Linked DNA regions of Mus musculus: region 2 is linked to region 1. A link is a contact called in public HiChIP or PLAC-seq data. All regions are on one chromosome and are shown on one strand. The core of a region is the stretch at or near the end of the contact, and the rest is flanking DNA. Distances in the headings are between cores, read along the strand shown. Region 1 holds the start of B230206H07Rik (RIKEN cDNA B230206H07 gene). Region 2 holds the start of Ano9 (anoctamin 9).

Region 1 (3,847 bases), core at 894-3,393:
AGATGAGAGTGGGGACTCCACAGCTATGTCAATAAACCAGATGTCTCCTAGCAACTTAGATATCTGTTTCTTGGGGTAGAAGTGCTCTGACACCCAAACTGCCTCTTCTTCCTGCTCCTTTTCTCTGGGATAGTGCATTGGCCCTGAACTCTGAATCGTCATCCTGCCTAAGCCTTCTGTGCTGGGATCCCACTTGTAGACCACCAAGCCTGGTCATGCCCTTCAAAGATCTTTCCAGTAGAGAGCAACCCACCCACACAGGTAGTGCTTTGGCCATGCCAGGGGACACCTCTCACCTCCACACCCATCCAAAATGGCCCTAAGGACATTTCTGGGAGGGACTCCAGAGGGTGTCTAGACAGCCCAAAACCTTCCAACCGGGTGGCTTTCAAAGGTCCCATTCTGAGTAGGAGCAGAGTTCAGCTGGCCCAGGAGCATGAATCAGAGGGAGATAGAGGCACTATTTAGAAGACTGTTCCAAGATGAGGGAGGTGTCAAAAAGAGACCTGGGGCCTGAAAGACCTCACTGACAAGTTGGAGAGAGACCCAGGTATCTGCCTGACTGGCCAGAGACTTTCCTTTGATGCAAGCCTTTGGTGCCATCTGCTGGTAGCTCCTTATACATCTTTGGGTGACTGTTAGATACCTTGTATCTGGTGTGAGGACTGTCCTGCATTCCAAATTGCTAGTGAGTCAAATCCTGACAAGGATCACCTGAATCCTCAACGTACTGTGCCGAGACTGAGGTGAAGAGACTGTGCCCCTCAACTAATCCACCACCTACCCAGACTTGGCCTCAGGTCTCAGAGGCTCCAGCCCCTCAGCTCAGACAAGCCCTACAGGACCCAGTCTTTCCAGCAGTCTTCTCTCCAAGATGGTTGGCGCCACCCTTAGGGAGTCTCCAGAACCTGTATCTGCTTCATCTAACCCTCCTAGCCCTTCCCCATCTGCCTACACTTACTGTGGCTTCCACAGAGCTGAGGCGGCTCCAGACCAAGCAGCCTCCCCTGCCCAGGAGCTCTGGACTCCTCACTCCCATGTGCTTGGGGCCCCAGCTGAACAACTGGCTCAGGCCTCTGAGTTCTTGGAAGTTGTCCCTTCTTCTCTCAAGGGCCTTCTACCACCTCTAGGTCCTTTTTAAAAAGTAGAGAGCTGGGTGTGGTAACATACACATTTAATTACAGAAAGCAGAAAGCAGAGGCAGGAGGGAGATCTATGTGAATTAGAAGTAGGTCGACACAGCAAGTTCCAGTCCAGCCAGGGTTACAGAGTTAAAAAAAACAAAAACAAACAAACAAACAAACAAACAAACAAGAAAAAAACTGTCAAAAATCTTTACTTTTAAATATTTTTTAGATTTTCTTGCTTTTACTTTATGTGTATGAATGTTTGCCTGTACATGTCCTACATGTATGTACACCATATACACCACATGTGTGCCGTGCCCACAAAGGCCAGACAGATTCTCTGGAACTGGAGTTATAGATAGTTGTGGGTCCTGGAACCCCAACCCTGGTCCTCTGCAGCAATAACCATCCCTAAAGGCTGAGACAGCTTTCCTTATTAATTCTGTGAGGCACAATCTCACATAGCACACGCCTCATACTTTTGATGTGGCTGATGGATGGCCTCGAAGGCTTCTAGGCAGGCACCCAGTTTAATGTGTTGCTGGGGATAGAGGGGAAACATTCTGCCAACAGAGCTAAGTCCTGAACCCTCAGAACCTTTCAAAGAGAATAGCAGAGGACCACCCATCACAGGCACCTAGTGAAGAGATGGAAGTGTTACAGCCCCAGGGCGAGTTAGCTTGGGACCTTCCCTAACTACTTACTCTTCCCTCTTTGGATGTCACTATCCGGGGCCTGCAAATGAGAGATAACAAACAAGAACCATGCAGCAAGCACTATCTCTAGCATTGGGTGACCTCACTCTGGTCTAGACTAAAGAATGAGACACAAAGAACCCAGGTCACCTAGGCTGGGGTTCAAGTGCAACTTTCCTAATTATAATACAACTCTCCCTGATCCCTACCCAGCAAGTCAGCAGGAATGGGAAAGGTTTGCCCTACCTGTGGGAACCCAGCTGAAGAGGGTCTGTCCATAGGTTGGGTAGATTTGCCCTGGACAAGAACGAAGAATGAACTTAAAACCCCCAAACCTAGAGTTGGTTTCTAAGCTACTTAGCCAATAAGCTCTTCGTGTGTGGGACTGCTGTGACTACTGCTCTGTGCCTAGCTCCACCACCAACAAATATTTCCATGAACAAGGCCCATCTCTGTCTGGGGACAAGCATGTCTTTGTGATCTGCCAACCTCCTGACCACCCACAGCAGGCCATTCAAACACAGGGCTTCCTATACCACTCAGAAGAGGCTTTCCCGTCTTTCTTAGAAAAAGATATAAAATAGTTGACTTCTCAAGGTAATTGGAGGAATGACAGAGAAGCTGAGATGTCCCTTCTACCTGGGTGACCCAGCACAAGATGCACACTTAACCTGGGGACAGTGATGCTTAGCCAAAGTGGCTAAATCTCTGTGCAAATCCCATGAAGGGACCCTGGACATGGGTGAATGCCGAGAAAATGCTTTTTGTGTGGAGAAGCAGAAAGGATCTACCCTGGCCCTGAATGTTCCCCTGGGAGTATTGAATGCAACATGACAGGCAAAACTGTCAAGTGTCAGAGAGAAAGCATGGAGAAGATCTGTAGCCAAATAACTTGTGCTCAAACAAGAAGACGTGAATTTGAGTTCAAAGAGACAATGTGTGTGTGCTGCTATGGGGCATGGAGCAGAGAGGAGTGATGGCCAAGCTATACAGCTCTGAGCATACAAAGCCTAAGAGTCGCTTGCCAGGCATGGTGATTCGTGCCTGTCATGTTATCGTTTGGAATGCTGAAGCAGGAGGATTACCATGAGTTTGAGGCCAGAGCAGGCTTATAGTGCTACCCTGCCCCAAAGAACAACCAAAACTTCTTTTGTTGATCACCACTCCCCAAAGTGCTGTCAAGAGACACATTGCACACTGAGTGGTCTTAAGTGCACACCTCACTGTGGATGGTATTAGGGGCACAGCTGCTTAAGAACTTTCTTCAGGGTTTGAGGTACAGGCGAGTAGCAGGGGAACAGGGAGAAGCACGGGGTCGAGTTCAAGGAGGATCTTTGGATACTTGGTTAGGACTCAGCATCCCTAAGGTGAGTTTCAAAACTCAGAGAGCCCTGCTAGGCTTTCCACCTACAGGTCCTGAGCAAGAACTTTCTGAGGGGTCAGAGAGATGGTTCAGTGGTTAAGAGAACTGGTCTCTCCTCTAAAGAAGCCGGGTTCAGTTTCCAGCACCCTTGCGGCAGCTCACAACTGCCTTAAAATTAAATAATATAATATACAAAAATCTTTCTGTAACTTCCCAAATAAGGCATTTGAAACCTCATCTTCCTGCTTTGAGTGCAACAGTGGTGTGTATGTGTGTGTGTGTGTGTGTGTGTGTGTGTGTGTGTGTGTGTATACATGCTTACATGCCTGAGTGCAAGAAGAGTCAGAGACCAGAGGTCAACACTGATTTCTTCTCTCTCTACATTGGGAAGAGCGGGGGGGGGGGGGGGTAGCAGTGGAGATTGAACCTAGAACCTTCTATATGCTAAGTGTCCTGCTTAGTCTTTTTGTCAGCTTTACTTGAACTAGATTCATTTGGGAAGAGAAAACACTAATTGTGGAAGTGGTCCACCAGATTTGCATGTGGACAAGCCAGGCAGTGGTGGTGGCACATGCCTTTATTCCCAGCACTGGAGAGGCAGAGGCAGGTGGATTTCTGAGTTCGAGACCAGCCTGGTCTACAGAGTGAGTTCCAGGACAGAC
Region 2 (3,847 bases), core at 431-2,930, 250 kb before region 1:
GCTCTGAGGCCTGTAACACTCTTCCAACAAGAGAAGCGGCCAGGGCACCCTTATGTCCTTGGCACCCTGCCTAGTAATACCTCCCCATATCCATCCCCAGACACTAAACTGGAAACTCTGTGTTCTCAGTGCTGAGCCCTGGAGGGTGGTGCATGGGTGGACACATATAGGGACCGGAGTCATGTTTACCTTGTGGGAGAGGTGGTCCCAATCTTTACCTCCTAAGGCAAAAGATGAACAAACTAGGGAAAAGATTGGGGCAGCATTTCTGGGAGAGAGACATGCATGTGTGTCAGTCCTGAGAGGCAGGCTGCACTTGGCAAGTTTATTCAGCTCTCAACCCCTTCAGGGACTCACTCCTTACCACCTCAGAAGACTCACAAGCTATGGATCTGAAGAACTTATGCCCGGACCAGGGAGATAGCTCGGCAGATAAAGGCACCTGCCACCAAGCCTCAGTTTGATCCCTAGGACCACGTGGTCAAAGGAGAGAACTGACTCTAGAGGCTTGTCTTCTGACCCTGCGCATGCAAGTCCCCACAGGACTCAGTCCTCAGCACCCCTGGGAACTGGGTAGTCACTACACCCGGTGACTTTGTCCTCAGCACTTCAACTTTGCAGGAGTATAAAGGGCAAGGAGAAAGCCACCAGGCGAGGCTAGACGTTTACAGTAGCCAGGTCAAGGAAGGTTTCTTGGACTTCGACAAAAGCTCTGGAGAGTCATGGAAGAAATTTAAACAGTAGAGGGCAGGCTCAGATCCACTAGGACCTGGGACCACCAAACCCTCTGTGTACCTAAACTTTAGGTCCTAAAGGCTCATGCTCTCTCTCCTTATACCACTAGCTTGAGAAAGAGGCTGGCAAGGGGATGGATATTGGAGCCAGGTTAAGGGTGTCTATGTGCTAACCTGAACACTCAGTTCCCAGAGCTGGGTCTGGAAGGCCTAGTGAGAGGACTGCATAAAAGCAGAGGGAGCAGCCACCCACACAGCCCACACCTGGAGGCCTGGTGCCTCCGTGGGAAGTTAGTTTCACTCTCTACCTCGCCCTTGCCTCCTCCCTGGAGATTAAGTGCTGGCCTCTGCCCCAGGTGACCATTTTGGTTGACAAAAGGGGACATAGTGCTTTCTAAAAGGTACCCCAAGAACACACACATCTTACCTTCTGGACTACACCTAGGCTCCAGGTCCAGTCTGCCTGGAGCAGGATCCAGAAAGTGTGGCACACAGCTACACAGGCCAGTCTAACCTGGTGCCCATAGTCCCTCCCCGTCAGTGGAAGTCACAGGTCTGAGTGTCCCACCACAGCATCTCTGTTCTCACCTTACATAGGTAAGTCTGGCAGAAAAACCCTACATCACATACCTATAGGATCCCAGTTCCTGGGATCTTCAGAATTCCAGAATAGGACTAGAAAGCTATTTCATCAATCGTGCCTCTTCCTTAGCCTGCCCCATAGTCAAGGATCCAACTCTAGCCAGCGTGCTCCCTGAGATGGCAGGTTGTTGGGAACTGCCCGCCACCAAGCCTTCAGGGAAGGATGACAGCTGTAGAGGCTGCAGGCATGTACCCTCAGAACCGAGGCTCACCTGCATGCTGGTGGCTGGTCCCTCGGTCAATGTGGGGCTCTGGATGCTGGCTGGCACTGGCAGGTGTGAGAGTGCCTGCGGGCTCCCGGTTGTTACCTGACTTCCTTGTGGATTTGCCCCGCCTACTCCTCTGATTGCTTGCCCAAGTATGCTGGGGAGGAGCCAGCAGCAAGCCCGCCAAGAAAATCCCTTCCAGTGTCCCGCCACCCCAACACCTTCTTCTCAAGGGTAAGGTGGAGCCCTCTCCTGGGTTTTCTATTCTCTTCCCTGCAGGGATGCCCTGGCTGCAAGGTAGAGTCCGTCTCACACACACACACACACACACACACACACACACACACACACACACACACACCCCGCTTCGAGAGAAAATGGCGACATGGACGGCCTTAATAGATAGGTACTCAGTACCACCTGTCCTTGAGACATCTGCAGAGTCCATTCCTGACCTTCCAAATGTACTGTCGACTCCACAGAGGAGAAAGAGGCAAAGGGATAGCAAGACAGAGTCCCAAAGGAACGGACTTCTCATTCCTGGGCTCCTGTGATGTCCTGAAGCCGGGGATCCTGAGACTGAGCCCTGCTGTGCAGCTGCACTGACAGCTGCTGCCGGAGAAGGCTATGGGCAGAATTAGAGTAACCAATGTGTGGGAGCAGCCTGAGGATGCTGAGGCTAGCAGGGGCAGGATGGTCTTCCTCAGGAAGGGCACATAGGGGCCCAATCTGAAAAGCACTGTGAAGCTGAAGATGCAGGAACAGGGTTGATAAGTCAGGGCAGGATCTCTAAAAGTATCTATCACAGGGTGGCTGGCAGCCAGGACACACCCAATGTCACCTGCTCAACACTGTGTCACTCTGTAACACTGTATATGACGTTCCTACAGTTCAGGCATTGACTTGGCATAGACTTGCTCAGGATTCTCAGATAAATGGCAGGCCTCTCCTTCAGCTTCAGGGCCCTAGAAGGCTCTAGGATTGAACTATAGCAGGTCGGGGGTGGGGGGGTGGGAAGAGGGGGAAATATCAAACTAGAGAGGGAAGAAGGGAAAGAGAGAGCCAGCAGTGTAACTATGTCTTAGTTGTCACCTGTCACCGTTCTATTTCTGTGAAGAGACACCATAACCAAGGCAACTCTTTTTTTTTTTTTAAAGATTTATTTGTTATATGTAAAGACACTGTCTTCAGGCACACCAGAAGAGGGCATCAGATCTCATTACAGATGGCTGTGAGCCACTATGTGGTTTGCTGGGATTTGAACTCAGAACCTTTGGAAGAGCAATCAGTACTCTTAATCACTGAGCCATCTCTCCAGCCCTCCAAGGCAACTCTTTCATAAAAGAAAGTATTTAACTGGGGGCTTGCTTACAGCTTTAGAGGTTTAGTCCATTATCATTATGGCAGGAAGCATGGCACTGGTACAGTACGTGAGAGCTACATCCTGATCTCAAGGCAGAAAGAGAGAGAGAGAGATCGATCCAACAAGGCCACACCTTCTAATCCTTCCAATCCTGTTAGAGTTCCAATCCCTTGATAGCTAAGCATTTAAATAAATGACTATAAGGGGGCCTTTCCTATTTAAACCGCCACACTGTGTAAGTAAAAAAACCAAACTAGAAGGGTGTACTAGCATATGGGCGACAAATGGAGTTGGTAGTGACTGACACACATTTCTGTATTTTCTCCTCTAGGAAGAAGTCTGGGGCTGGATGCTGAAGCATAAATATCAGGGGTCCAGATTTTCCTTTCTGTGTGTCACCACCTTCACTTGGTCCTTACTCCTTTTGTTACATTATCTTAAAAGGCAGCTGCTGAGAGATAGGGGCCAGAAAGACAGGCTTGGTCTGCCCTTGAGTGGGGCCACGTTTATTCACAGCAAGGGGGGCATCTTGTCACCTACACAGGTGGATGGCCAAAGAGCCTATGGAGGGAGATGAGAGGTAGTTCCTTATAGGACTGGAGATATGTCTGTTGTCTGCAAGGGAAGCTGGGAAGTGTAGTCCTTCAGCAGGAAACTATTACTCCTCTCTTCCAAGATGGCTGCTCAACAGCATTACATCCACACTCCAGAACAACAAGGGGGAATAGAGTGCGCCCCACCCTTCACATATCTAATCACGTAACCATACCATAGGGCAAGGAAGCTTGGGGAATGTGATTCTTTTTTCTAAGGAAGAAAGTAGGACCCTTGTACTTAGCATCTTCAACCTACAGTCTCAAATACCCAGTAAAAAAAATCAGCAAGGCTTGAATCCAAGCTAA

What was found. HiChIP or PLAC-seq counts read pairs in DNA pulled down with a chosen protein or histone mark.
Region 2: a contact with region 1 is called in an HNF4G HiChIP or PLAC-seq map of pancreatic cancer cells. The contact joins the promoter of Ano9 here to the promoter of B230206H07Rik in region 1. A contact is called at or near these places in 2 of 39 promoter capture datasets (liver and pre-B cells), 2 of 484 Hi-C or Micro-C datasets (B cells and cortical neurons), 3 of 115 datasets of contacts at active chromatin or transcription factors (embryonic stem cells, extraembryonic endoderm stem cells and pancreatic cancer cells) and 5 of 9 other capture datasets (adipose tissue, embryonic stem cells, liver and 2 more).

The regions. Positions count from the first base shown.
Region 1 is chr7:141,362,967-141,366,813 of GRCm38.p6, forward strand. B230206H07Rik (RIKEN cDNA B230206H07 gene) reads right to left here and starts at 2,144. Exons shown (of 2, transcript NR_033532.1): 1 at 2,069-2,144. Eps8l2 (EPS8-like 2) reads left to right here. Exons shown (of 21, transcript NM_133191.2): 21 at 1-50.
Region 2 is chr7:141,116,126-141,119,972 of GRCm38.p6, forward strand. Ano9 (anoctamin 9) reads right to left here and starts at 1,681. Exons shown (of 24, transcript NM_178381.3): 1 at 1,589-1,681. The coding sequence starts at 1,594.